Linked DNA regions of Gasterosteus aculeatus: region 2 is linked to region 1. The links are chromatin contacts, called in public Hi-C maps. All regions are on one chromosome and are shown on one strand. The core of a region is the stretch at or near the end of the contact, and the rest is flanking DNA. Distances in the headings are between cores, read along the strand shown. Region 1 has its middle 7.0 kb from the start of hs3st1. Region 2 holds the start of scyl1 (SCY1-like, kinase-like 1).

What was found. Hi-C and Micro-C count contacts between places; a contact is called where the count stands out from the background.
Region 2: a Hi-C map of skeletal muscle shows a contact between it and region 1, with 3 times the contacts expected there. The contact joins the promoter of scyl1 here to the enhancer-like site in region 1. A contact is called at or near these places in 2 of 6 Hi-C or Micro-C datasets (skeletal muscle and tail fin).

The regions. Positions count from the first base shown.
Region 1 is chr4:8,126,015-8,132,894 of fGasAcu3.hap1.1, reverse strand. No RefSeq gene overlaps it. Among protein-coding and RNA genes, the nearest start is that of hs3st1, 7.0 kb to the left of the region's middle. Within about 2 kb of position 4,439, at least 1 of the 9 cell types and tissues checked has open chromatin away from gene starts, as enhancers often do.
Region 2 is chr4:8,196,262-8,203,377 of fGasAcu3.hap1.1, reverse strand. scyl1 (SCY1-like, kinase-like 1) reads right to left here and starts at 4,704. Exons shown (of 18, transcript XM_040175137.2): 1 at 4,434-4,704; 2 at 3,649-3,789; 3 at 3,034-3,156; 4 at 2,714-2,940; 5 at 2,423-2,513; 6 at 2,019-2,174; 7 at 1,602-1,760; 8 at 1,342-1,449; 9 at 1,075-1,188; 10 at 818-973; 11 at 544-732; 12 at 213-288. The coding sequence starts at 4,541.

The DNA.
Region 1 (6,880 bases), core at 3,190-5,689:
GTGTGACTTTTTGAAGAACCAGAGAAAGAAAAATCACTTAACATGTACCATTGGTGCTCACAAGTAATTAAGTACATTTTATTGGGTGTTGTTTGGAGGTATTTGTACTTTACTGCTTCTATACCTACCAAAATCGACAAGTAGTCGATCATAATTGTACTTCTATTGTCTATGAGAACCACCAAAGAGACTTTTGTGCTCTAAAATTACGAGAAGGTTTCATTAAAAAAGGAAGCTTCGGTAAAATTGTCCAATATTTCACAAAAAAGCAAAGATATGGGAGTCCAGAGTGCGGTTGCCAGTAAGTCACAAGCTTCTGTCTGTGTACAGTTTGCACATAGAGATGGCAATAACCCAAACAACATGAAGGTTGAAAGAGGTTTAAAAGCTCTGAGTGGAGCTGCAGAATCGGGTTGGTTTGTTTCCACGACCGGTCAAGCATTTGTATTCACTGTTAATAAAAAAGATGGATTATATATATCTTTAAACAAAGGGGGATAAAGATGTACTTCAAAATAATATCGAGCTTACCCACAAGACTCTGCAGGTTGTCCCTAATGAAGCATAAATCCATTCTGCTGGGTTTACTTTACACATCCTCTCCGCTTTTTCCGCTTTGGCCTCGAGTTCTTCCGCTCGTCTCTCTGAGCTCTACTTATACACAACTCAACATCAGAGCAGCATCTATTAAGAGTTCATGAACGCCCCATTAGTCTAGTCAGCTGTGCAGCCCTCCAAAGTTTTACAGTCACAGATTTCCCTTTACGTCACCTAATTAATCTCAGCCACATAATTAATTTGCCTTCTCGGCCCACATGCAGTAAGAGCGGTAAAACGGGGCTCAGACCGGAATTAACGGCCTTGCCTCCCTCCCCGGGCCACCCCACCCTGCTGCGGAGGCCTCCCGAGCTGTTCCATAAGGGGCCCTGCGTCCCTCCAAACCGCCATCGAGCCGATCTCGTTTTTTTATTCCAAAGGATGATGTGATCCGGTGGAGCAAAGCCACTTCTCCAGTCACCGGGGCTGCAGCTTGCTTTAATTGGAATAGATTGTTTGTCCACTCAATGCGTGAAGCCCGGCAGAAATAACACATGCACCCATTCTTATCGAGTGGAATTCAACGCTCTTCCTTTTGCATTCAAACACACAAATAGTGCAGGATTGCAAACCGGCGCACGCGCGTTGTTTGCTTGTCAGCCGTGCCGTTGCGCATCTACATTTCCTGAAGATAAAGATCTAGTTGCTACTTGTGTGAGGGTTTTTTTTTCTACTGACACACTACTCCAGGACTCTTCTAACCATCTGGGTGAAAAAAAGGCAATATTCAGTTGTGCAATGTTATCTGTAATAGTTCTTCATATTAATGTCAGTTTTCAATATTTTCAGATATATATTGGATTCATATTATTATAATGTATTTTTACAAAAGAATTTTTTCAAGCTATTTAGCTTAAGATAAACCCCCTTTTTGAGAATAACTGTCATTCGCATGTTACCAACATTTTTTTTGAAACAATGTATTTTGGAACAACGTTTTCTGTCTGTGTCTTCACATGTTTGCAGTCAAAAGAATGTCTGCTCGGAATCTGGTCACACCACTAATGCACTGAATCCCACTCCAGGTGTCACCCACAGCCTTAAGGGGGGGCAGACAAGAAGAACAGGTTCACGCCACCGTGCTGCATTTATCTAGGAGCTTTTCTTTCAGTGTTGACATGCTCTCCAACCCAGAGATAACAACTCTGTGGCTTTATTATGCGGGTAACCTTGAGACAAGGGCATGCCCGGTGAAAGAGAGATTCTGTACAGAGAACCTGTACAGGCATCTTTGATTAAAGCAGACAATAGTGAGTCATATCATTTGATCAAAGTGCTGGTTTCTGTCATTAAAAAAGGCGACTGACCTTTTTCTGAAGTGCAGATGGTTGCGAGTAGCTTTGGTCCCGGAGGCGTTCTCACCATCAGGAGGAATTTCCATGACATCATCTAAAGGCTTCTGAATCTGTTTAACCAGCTGTTTCACCATTCCAATGACGGCGGGCTAAACACAAGTTAGCCGTGTTTTCATTTGAACATTTTACAGAGCCGAGGATACATGATTACATGAATATCACAGGTGTATTTTTACACCTTTGGTCCTTTGGTCCCTTGACAGATGTGGAAGTAAGGTTCTCAGTTCTAGCTGTTGTCTGCCAGCTGAAATGTAAACTGTTGCTCACCGGCTGAAGGTTGGAGAAGATGAAGCTAATCTGACTTGATTATTACTGTGGAAGATACACTGTAAAAGGTTTCGATCTAACTACGCAGGCTAATAAATTCATAAAAGTTTCCGGAATCCAGGAGACATTTGGAGAAGTTGAGGAAGCGATGTGTACTATGCAGCGTGAGAGGTGAAAGAGGACTCAGTCTCTGGCTTTAAAAAGGCTACATATTATAATAGAAACCAGCTAACATGAACACGTTGATGAGTTTATGTCGTTCTTTATTACTCTGGGATCTGTTTCGCATCAGGTCATCAGTAGTAGGCGTAGAAATAGGTGAGGCGTTTGTTAATTGCGATGTAACTCTCGCCACATCATGACTCAATGCAGAGTAATTACAGCATCTGTGGGTTCCTTGGAAATGTAGTCAGTATTCAGTAGTTCTTAAAGCGGTGAACAAGGAAATGTCACATGACATAAAGAAGAATCCTTTATGTGTCATGAATCACAAAATGTTGTGGCATTCTTCTGGTTCTGTTGCAAATGTTCTTCTGGGATCTTGATTGTTCTGCCACAACATTTTGTGATTCATGACACATAAAGGATTCTTCTTTGTGTCATCACAGACATTTCCTTGTTCACCGCTTTAAGAACTACTGACTAGAAAAAAGAAACGAAAAAAACATTGGGATCATCCAAGATGTCACATGGAGCAGAATGTAAAGCGGGTGGGCAACTTTGTCCCCCTTTTCTTCCAGGTCCCTTGTCAGGACAATGTAACCACGTTGTATATCGTACTTCTCCGATCACGGTATGTTTTTTTAATGTTTATTCGTATATTGTTCATATTTGCTGCCATGTTCCATGTATTGCTTTGTTGTTTTGAATTGCTCTTGTTGTTCATTTCTAAATTAGTTGTACGTCCTCGACTACTTGTTCTCTGTTTTTCCCTCATCTGTTCATCTGTAGGCTACTTATGACCTCATGCCGCTGCATTGCCTAAATCAATAACAACTTATCTTATCTTATCTTTGACTTGAAAAGGACAACAAAGAGTCCAGCAAAGTTAAGGGAGTCCAGAAAGAATCCTCTGAGGTGACTCAGTGTCACAGCTGGTTGCCTAGTGGACAGATGTGGGGACAATCGACAGTTCGATAAGCCCCGTCTCCCGAATGCCTGCACAGCTCTCTATTGTTGCCGCCTTCTCACTTCTTCGCCAGTGTTTTTGGTGGACTGAAGGTGCATAAACTGTTGCCCCATGAGTTGGATGGAAAAGGTCTGAAGCATCTTGTGCATCGTACGACCATTTCATGTGTGTGGCGCAAACTTCCATCCCAAGTTACCGATTTAAATTTGATGGTCAAAGTTTACTGTGATCTCACGGAAATATGTTTTGGGTGTTAAATGGATAATTCCCATGGTAATTATGACACTTGCATGCTAGAATAATGAAGTGGATTCCATTCTTTATGTGGCTCAACAATTCTCCCCCAAGACTTTAAACTTGTTTTTTTGTTCTTCTGCAGCTAGAGAGCCTAAAAACACAAATACACACCCCTCCAAAATCTAAAAATGTCTTTCACATTCCTCTCACTCAAAGTGTTTCACAAATTAAACATTCGATCTGTGTGGCCGGTGGATGATGCAGGTTTTAAACTCATTACTGGAAATATCCACGTCCTTGTGTTCGAGCATTAACATGCTAAATTAACCTCACAAGCTTTTCCATTATATAAATAAATTCTGGCTCTTCAGCTGTCAGGAAATGTGAAGGATTTTAAGACCTCGACCATTTCTCCGGCACAAGCAGAAAGCGTTCCTGGCAGTAGACGACATCATCACAGCGAATAAATTGGATCACCAAATTAAAAACCACAGCATATGACTCAAAGTTATGATTCTTTCTCGGGCGATCACACAAATCATCAATTTCCCTTTCCCGCTTCTCATACCCATGAGCCTTTTCATTTGCCAGCTCCGCGTGGCCACAAGTAACGTTCACGATATTAGATCAGAAAAATGTGGCTTTTACCTTTAAGTGAGCTGCTCCCGCAGTCCTGTTTACCCTTTCAGAGCTAATGGAACGTAAATACACATCATTAGGTGGCAGGAACCGGATTGATGCAGACACGTTCCCATCATTCCTTCATCTCTGCCCAGGTCTACACGTGCTGCTGCTTTGCGAGCTGCACTCTGATATCAGTCATTACCTGGCAGAGCAGTAAGCCTCCATGGCCAATGACAACTCCCCACTGCTAACAGACACCTCTGCATGGGTGAAGCACGACTGGGCCCACGGACAGCTCTCGCTCCCTGTGTGGGTGTGGGTGTGTGTGCGCATGTCTTTCCATAGGCAGCATACAGATTTTGATAAGGAGAAGGATTTTCAAAACATCGGGCCCAAGTCCCAGACTCCCCCCCTCCCCTTCGAGGAGTGAAACCCAAGAATAGCTCCAAATGGGTTCCGTTAGCGAGGATGTGTTTTTCCTTCGAACGGCCCTCATTCGACGTCGCCGATGAGCTTCTTCGGTTGAGATCATTGTCTCTTCCGCCAAGAAGACATAAACGCATTGTTTCTCCAGACACGCAGCACATGTTGTCTTTTTTAAGTAAATTAAAGTATCACGTTACAACCAGACACAGAATCCTGTGCGTGTTTGTCTCGATTAAAACCAGTTGCTGCATATTGAAACCGTGTGGTGGCCCGGTCCCCCGGTGTGCTGGGGTCGTGCTGCCGAACGCTCCGGTTCCAGGTCAATGGAAAACACATGTCAACAATATTCTAATTATGGGGTGTAACCGATTTACCGACCCCCCCCACCAAACACACATACATTCCAGAGTAGCAATGTTTTTTTAGAATACTTGAAGGTCTTTATCTGACCTTATTATTGTTAATCCGGTGCTTTAAATCTGAGTCTTATTGTGAGAATAAGGAAGGAGTTCAGATGAATACAGAAACAACAGCGTTGAATGAGTTAAAGAAATGTTTATTTTGCCTATGAAGACAAATTTGGTTTGACATTCTGCTCACTTCAAATGTTTAATCTCATCAGGCTCCAGTAACAGATATCACAGGAAATGTACTCAAGTCAAACCACACTGTTTGTTTGTTTGTTTTTCTCAAAGCATTTCACAAACGTATCTCAAATCCTCAAATGTCAACCCCAAGAAAATAGAAAGCAGGTGGTAACTGTGCTCGCTGCGTAAAGACTAAATTACATTCAGTGTGCCAAGGGAGGAAAATATCCCGATGCCTTTTGCCAAGTGCTGCAAATAAAGAGAGGAAAATCAATCGGCTGTTTCGAGATTGAGCCAATCCCTTCACCCGCCGAGCCTTAAAATCCAATGACCTGCACGGATGACATATCGCTTCTCACCTGGGGAATGATAATGTGATCTTTCAACTAATTGAAACATGGCCATTTCATTCTGGTGTTTTCTTTTGTTTTGTTAACAGCAATTAAGACATGAATTCATGTCTATGTGGTTTTTTTCTGACATCTGGTTGGTTTTATACTCGGGTGCGGAGGAGGTAAACACACCTTTGTTTGCTTTAAATGGGAAGCTCATTAACTAGTTAATGACCTCGTGCATTGACCTTTTAACCTCAGCGGAAAGAAAGGGGCGCCGTAAAACATCATAACTAAGATTTTTTTTTAAAACTCACTTTACAAATCGATGCTCACTATCCACTCTGATAATATTCACTAAAACCTGTATTGTGTCATCAACCTCAACCCACATCTCTTTACATTTGAGGAATCTCATTCTTATTTTTTGTCGAATTTCGTTGCAGTTGAAAAGTTTTCTTTTTGCCAAGATGGCCCCTGGTGGATGACGCTGTACGTGTATTATTAAGTAAGGAAGGACTAAGCGTAAGAATATGATGGTAAGAGTTCAATGGTCACTCATCAGCCTCTTTTGTGGCTTGTCGCCTCAGACCTGACAATCATTCCCACCACAGCCGGCGTTGAACACTGACTTTATCTTTGTTGTGCCTGTTGTAAGTCGGACATTTTGACCTGGCACGCTTTTCCTTGTGAATTCAACCAGAGAGATTCAATCACGCGTTTTTAACCACCGACCTTGGTCACGGAACATAAAGGCAGCACTTTACCACCATGAATACCAAGTGTCTCCAAGAGCGGGAGAATCGTGACGCTGCGGCGGTGCAGCATGTGACCCTTCGCGCAAACTCCCTCTGAAGTCAAAGGAGGGACCTCTGAAACCTCGCTATGATCTCGCAGATTAAACGCTCCTCACACGTCTCGTTGATGTTTTCAGGTGCTCTCCGCCAGGAGAAGTTTGAGCGTTAAAAGTTCCCCAGAGACGACTGAAAGGAGAAAAGAGGACATTGATCTTGTTGTGTAACACGGCGCAATTTGCCGTAGCTCAATGAAATACCATCGGCTTTTTCCTCTTTTGGTCAATATCCATCTGCAGCCGTTGTCTTCCCTCGGCCCCTCGGCCACTTACATTCATCATCAGCCAGATGCTCTCGGTGAGCAGAGGGAATCAGATTGCAGCGGGAAGGGTTGAGGAAACCAAACACGCTCAACGAGCACGGCATCCTCCACAGGAATGAGACTTCTGGTTTTGTTCTTTTATACCACCATAAACATTTACATTTATTAACAATTAAGTGTTCAACAAAAGCCACTTGCCATGTTTAGAAT
Region 2 (7,116 bases), core at 3,455-5,954, 70 kb before region 1:
GAAGCTTTTAGTTTTTCAATTTCAGAAACATGACCAAAAAAAAAGGAGTTGGTTTATTCTGCTTCTAGAACTTAAATCTTTCGCAGAGGTTTTGTTCTCCCCAGAAAAGTGGCATGGTAAGCAAATATGTAGCATGTGGCCACTGGTTTCCACGGCTGAATGAGACATGAGAGTAGAAAGGAGACTGCAGCCCAGTGCTGTGTGCTACATACCTATATCCGCCAGCTGGGTGGGGTCTTCTGACACAATCTCCAGCTTCGAAAGGAAACTCTTGATGGCTTTGAACGCCTGACAGAAGAAAGCAAGACAGAACATCTTAAGCAGAAATACATTTTCATGTTCAAGTCGATCAAAGACACTTCAGCCACCCTGGTTGTAATGACAAAGCATCCCTGTGCTCCCCCTAATTCTGCAATATGACCGCAGCACTCGCTATAACAACTACCAACCACTCAATGTTGAATAGCAATAAGACTTTTAAGAGCAAGATTTTAAACCACAACAAAAAAAACGTCAATGTCAAAAGCCCGTAGTCATGTGTACCTGGTCCCTGACGCTCTTATCGGGGTCCACAGTAGTGGCACAGAGCGTAGGGAGGATGCGGGCGGCAATCTCTGTTACGCTGTAGAAGTTGTGTGTGGCGGCAAAGCCCAGTACACCAGCGGAGCGCGAAGCTGGGAAGGGATCTTTAGTTGCTCTGCAAAAGGCAGAGATCAGAACACGCTGTCGAGTCTGTGAAGAGAGGGCATGAACAAATTCTTGGTTGGATGGTGGTTCAACGTTTTGTTGGCCATAGATCAACGTGGGCGTACTGTACCCCTGCATTGAGGTAGGAGGCGATCTTGCCCAGGCAGACGGTGGTGTTGCAGCGGATTGGGCCTTGCTCGTCTCTGGCCTGCAGTCTTGCAAAGTGGCGCATCAGCTCCTGGTTCAGGTTGGTCTCGTTCAGCTTGGGAGCCATCAGCAACATAGACTGTGTGGGTGATGCAGAGAATAGTTATGGCACATCCAGTACACCAGTAATGTGTAACACCGCCTCCTGGTTTGGTGTTCTGTTTAACACGTTCCAACTACCTTGACGGTCTGTTCTCTGATGGCGGGGTTGGTGTCCGTGAAGCCGTGAACAACGTGAGGGAAAATCTGAGAGTTCACCGCTGCCTCATTCAGATACTGAATGAACTGCTCCATCTGAAACGGAGAGACAGGGGCAAAGGGAGGCAAGAATATTAGAGCAAATACATGTTGGACGCCTGGTTGGAACAAAATAGAAGCACAACCAACAGGTTCGCTGTATCAGTACAAGACATTCTCAGTGGCTGGATGAAAACAGCCTTTAAATACCTGCTGCAGCAGCCGTATCCTCATGGCTCGGTCTGTGGAGGAGAACATCTTCACAATAACAGGGATGATCTTCTGTTGGTACTCCTCAGCTGACAGGAACTTCCCCACCTAGCCGACAGACAGAAATACGTACGGGAAAGAAAAACTGAAGAGGGGAGAAGAATAACTTCCAAATAACAATGCCAGTCTTACTTTGTTCGGGAGGTTTGGGTTATCTATGCTTGCTGGAGTTTACGGCCTGATATTCAATAAAGATTCACCTTGAAGAGCGGTGTGAGGACTACAGCGCCCGCGTTGCCAAACTCAAAGGCGGTGAGCAGCTGAGGAAGGACTTTATGTTTGCAAAAGTCTTCAGGGAAGGAGTCCAGATTGTCACTCAGGTCCTGGAAGAACTGCTGCTTCTCAGCCGGCTCCTTGATCTGGAGGGAGAGAATTACACTTTAATCCCACAGCCCTAATCGGTCATCCTATCATTAGTTGTTATCATACAGTTTCCAATGCTACTTCCATGGCAACTACATCAAATTACACCAAGCGCCCCGCATGACACGTCTACTCCAACTTGATTTGTTTTTATCTTGGTACTTTACAGCGGGACTTTACTGTTGACATTTGATTAGAACACTTATGCAAACAGCTCATCTGTACATGTGTTTATTAACTTTAAGTCTGTGGACCTGTATCTCCTCCAGGAAAAGGTTGCTCTCCACAAAGCTGTTGCTGAGAAATCCTCCAGAAGCTCTACAGTTCTGGAGAAAGCGCGCTGGGTTGGGGCGAGCTCTGGGGTTGGCGCCCACCAGCTCACAGTAATGAGGGACCAGAGCTTTGGGGATCTGTGGGCACAAAGAGAACACAAGACTGTGAACAACACGTCTTCTGAAACCAGGAAGCAACGGCCCTCCAATGCTAAATGTATATAGAAAAGAACCATCCATTTTCAGTATTTCTAATTTCAAAGTCTATTTGACTGGACAAAAACACATTTTCAATAACTACAACAATAGCTGTAGAGTATCAATATGCCGTGAAATCAATGACAATAATGAGGTAATAACCAAAAGGAAGAGCGGGGGTGTCGTACCTTTCCCAGTGACCGAAGGGAGGACGTGCGAGGCAGCGGCCCGTTGAACACCTCCCAGATCAGGCAGCCTAGACGCCACACCTCCCCTGCCCTACAACAAACACGGGTACCGCTCAATGCAACAAAAGTAGACAGTAACCAATGCCAGGTTTTATATTTCACCAACTCTTGCCCCAGGCATCTTAACAGAGTCTTATTTCGAACTTCTTCTATCCGTCACTTCCACTTCTTCCAAATATACTTCCTGCTGCTTTCATTTGGAAAACATTATTTTTATCGTTCTCCCCTTACCATTTCTCTCCCGTGCTATTGGACATCTCTGGAGGGTCATATCTCTCCATGTCTGGGTAAACTGCCTTTGGGGTAGGGAGAGAGACCCCGCTTGGGTCCCCCTGCTCAGGGGTCACATGATCGAGGCCCCCAAGCTTCCACTCCCCAGCCCGATCCACAAAAACTGCCGATACACCCACGTTGTTGTGAAGCAGGTGGCAATCATTGACCAGGAAACTGAGAGCTTTCTGTGGGAGGGAGTAAAAGGCAGAAGTGGCGTAAAGGCTTACAGAGAAATGGCACCCCTGCAAGTTTCCGATGGTCCTCTCTACTATCCTTACCACTATCTGGTGCAACCCCCAGGAGACCTCCAGTTCACCAGATCCTCCCCGGTCCGCCTGGGCCTTCAGGTGGACGGCCAACGGTGTCACCTGCTCAGTAACCAGGTACAGGCTCTTCTCTGTCTGTGAAACAACCATAGACAATACATACATGTTCATTTACCTGTACATATTAACAGACAAAGAATTCTATTGAATGGCTGTAAATAATCAATTACTACCCAGAGCTACTACGCTGAGAGTGAAACAGAGTTTAGCACACAAAAACATTTCAAACATACACATCCAATACAACGTCCCCCCCTTGATGCATTTCATTTTTTATGAATTATTTTGGCAAGACATGTAATGCCTATAATATGTTGTGCATGACACGCTACAACTGTGGTATAAATGTCAATGCCTACAATGGCATATTCACACTCACCTCTATCTGAACGGAAACATGCAAAGAAAAGATGATGATTACATGACAGATACATGACAAAACCACGTCACTCACATAAGTGTTGAAGTATTACATTTGAAACATCTGAGAGCCGAGAGACATTTACCTGTGATCACTATACAAAATGAAATTGTGTGATGCAAAATACACATGAACCCAACACACACCTCCAATCCATCCACATAAGCCAGGATGTTGGGGTGACGCAGGGTCTTCATCCGCTTGAAAGCAGCCTTGGCGAGCTGGGTTTGCTGCTCTGTTCCCTGCGCGAACTCGTAGAGAAACACCGACACCGGCTCTCCGTTGGTCTGAGGACACAGATTGGATCTAATGACACAATCGTTGCTCTTGCAATTTTTAGGACATGGCAATATTAAACGCTTTTGCGTTAAAATAAATGAAGGTGAAAGTGATATAGAAAAGTCTTATCATCGCATTGCATTCACAGACATCACAATGAACACGATGCAAACCGGAAGCAGGTGCTTGGTCGTCTTTCCCCGGCCGTGCGGTGATGATAATGATGCCTCTTGCAGTTCAAATTGAGCTGCTTGACGACAACAATCTGGACAGTTGTCTGTGTGAGGTCCCGTCAGTGACGAGGGACGGTATCTTCATTAATGTGATAAAACATTAGTCTGAAAACGGTCCCGATTACAGTAACCGACCCGGCTGGAAGTGGAGGTGACGTGGCGAGAAAGACGTGTCTGTCTCTCACGGTAAACAAAGCGGGGACCGCTCCTTTGGCGGAACGTATCGATACACACAGCGAGCCGAGGAAAGACGGCGGCAGTGACATTGAATCGGCGAGAAAGACGAGAAAAGACAGCAACTCAGCGGGCGCGGATCAAAGTAGCGAACGGACTGCAACGCCTAGCTAGCCGGCTAAGTGACAGGCCTCCATAAAGAGGCTACCTCCGACCGTTACCCGCTGACGGGTTGCCTTTTTTACCTTTCGCTTCCCCCGATGTAGACTCCATATTCCAGACTGCTCTTGGGCGTCTGGGAGAATTTCATACGCAAAGTCTTTGACGGGATCCCTGGCAAAAAAGGACCACATCTCCTCTTTCCTTCACACCTCATCGACCACACAACACACACACGGCTACAGGACAACTAAACAGACTGCTAGCTAGAGAGCTACTGGAGGCTAGCTAGCAGCAAGCAGCACGGAACTAAACTGGCTCCGTGTAGACTTTGTCTCTGCACGTTGGTTCCGCAATAACTGCATTTAGATAAATACATGTTCTCACAGTTTAGAAGTTCATGTCAGCAATAAAAACAACTATATATATAATTATTTCCATGACATTTGTCAACATAAAATACTGTGACTTTTTTGACCAAATATTTCTTTACTTTCATTTTCATGACATAATATATTTGACCTTTTTTTCACATTTATCAAGAAATTATATATTGATCAAATATTTGTTGACATCCGTGACATTTTCCAAAACATTTTTTTAACAAATATTTTTTTTTAAACTTTTTTTCCATGACAATTTTTGAACAACTTTTTTACATCTTTTGACCTAATAAAATGTAACTTATTTAGTTGGGAAAACATGATTAAATATGTGAATCTTTGTCTTGTGTACAAGATTATACATGAAAAATAGCCTTTTGGCTAACTGGCACATTTACAGCAATGTGTTTATTAATGTGCACTGTTCCTTATCAAATAAACCAATGAATAAAATATAAATATTTTTACTCTTTTCCCATGACTTTTTTGACATTGGCTTTTACCTAATATTTGTGACTTTTTCCATTGCATTTTTTGACATAATGTTTTGGACTTTTTTTAGCAGTGAATGCAGACATTAATATGGTGCAGTAATACAGAGCTGAAAGTATTTTAACTGCTTTCAAGTGTATTTTTATGTTCAAACCTATGTTGGAGCCATATTTTCCCATTTGATGTGGTTTACTTTCTTTGAGAGAACAATATAACAGTAGCAACATTAAATGTACACATACAGTATGAGCAGGCCAACTTGAATTGCTTTAAATGGCAATTAAGAAAACTGGGTTTGACAAGTTGATACTTATTTCATGGTTTACTCCATAAATTAAAAGTATCATTTTTTATAATTACGTACAGCTTGGTGGACTGCGTGCAATCAACTGTTTTAACTCAGTTTTCTGTATTCAAAGAGCTTCACTACGGAGTTAAGTTACCTGTAAAATAAGAATATTTGCTGTTGCTGAGGAATTCATTTAACGATATGTTGCAATAGGAATTGTTTCCAAAACATATAATGAATCCTCAAGAGGGAGCCAGAGTACTCAGATCAGCTCCCACAACAAATCAGAGCTGGAAATTCACTTTTTACTTCAACTCTCAGTGGATTAAATAATCTACCACTCAATAGATTACAAGTGCTTGAATACATTTTACATTTGGCTTTATTTCCAACCCTGCACGAAAAACAAGAAGTATTTTGTTTAACTGGAATATTAAGACGTCTAGAGACTGGAAAAAATATTGAATATATTCAGTTGTTGTTATATATTGAACCCTGTGTTTGGTTCCCATAGTGTTGGCGCTGTATCTCATTTTGGACTTGCTCTATTGAAACTCCCCCCATAAAGAATAAAGAGAAAACAAATGATGGTAACAGCTTGATGATTTAAAACAACAATGTCATTTGGATTTAAGTAAATAATTTAGGAGGGTACTTCACGGACAGTAGAGGGAGGCACCTGCACTAAAGTTATTCAGTCCGATTCAGGTCAGATTGAAAATAATATCAATTTCATGTTATTGCGATATAACTAACTACGACTACTGCCTGTCTATCGCCCGAAGTTGGCTGGGATGGACTCCGCCCCCCCGCGACCCTGTGTGCAGGATAAGCGGTTTGACGATGGATGGATGGATGGACTACTGCCGTCACTGCTGCCATGTGTATTGTTCTCTATAACCTTTACAACTACCACTGTCAATAGTAATGATTACTTTAAAATACAATGTTTAAAGCTCCCCAAACTAACCAACCAACCAACCAACCAACGGTGAGACAGATTATGACATTTAAATACTTTAATTTTAAAATTATAACAAAAACAATATCCACAAGAGCTACTTATCTTTATTTCAGATTAAAAGTCACCACAGCCGGTTCTGTCTTTGATGGGCTTAAAAAGCATTTTGTATTTACTTAAATTGCTGCTATTGTCCAGACTGTTGTGCAGCGTGTGCAATGTACATGAGAGAGCAAAGTGGGTTAACAGATGATTAAATCTATTTCACAACACGTGTTAAACGTCCTCTCAGACACAATCTCCCCACCCCCACGGCTCCCCTCCCCCCGTCACCCGGTCATTACACTTTCTAGTCATGCAGAAACATCAAAACTATAATCTACAAAAACCCTACATTTGCTGCCCGTACTGATATATAAATGTGCAGAAACCCACCTCATACCCAAACAGACGCCGCTGCTCTGCATGTGAATATATCTCTGATAGAAGTGATCATATAAATGAGAGATTAGCACCATAAAATAAAGCGTATAAGAACTAACCCCAAATGAGGTTGTTTTAAAGCTTTGTCTTCTGAGGACGCTGGCAAAGAGTCGCTTTAAATCAAGAGAGAGCAAAAGAAAAAACGACGCAATCAATTCATT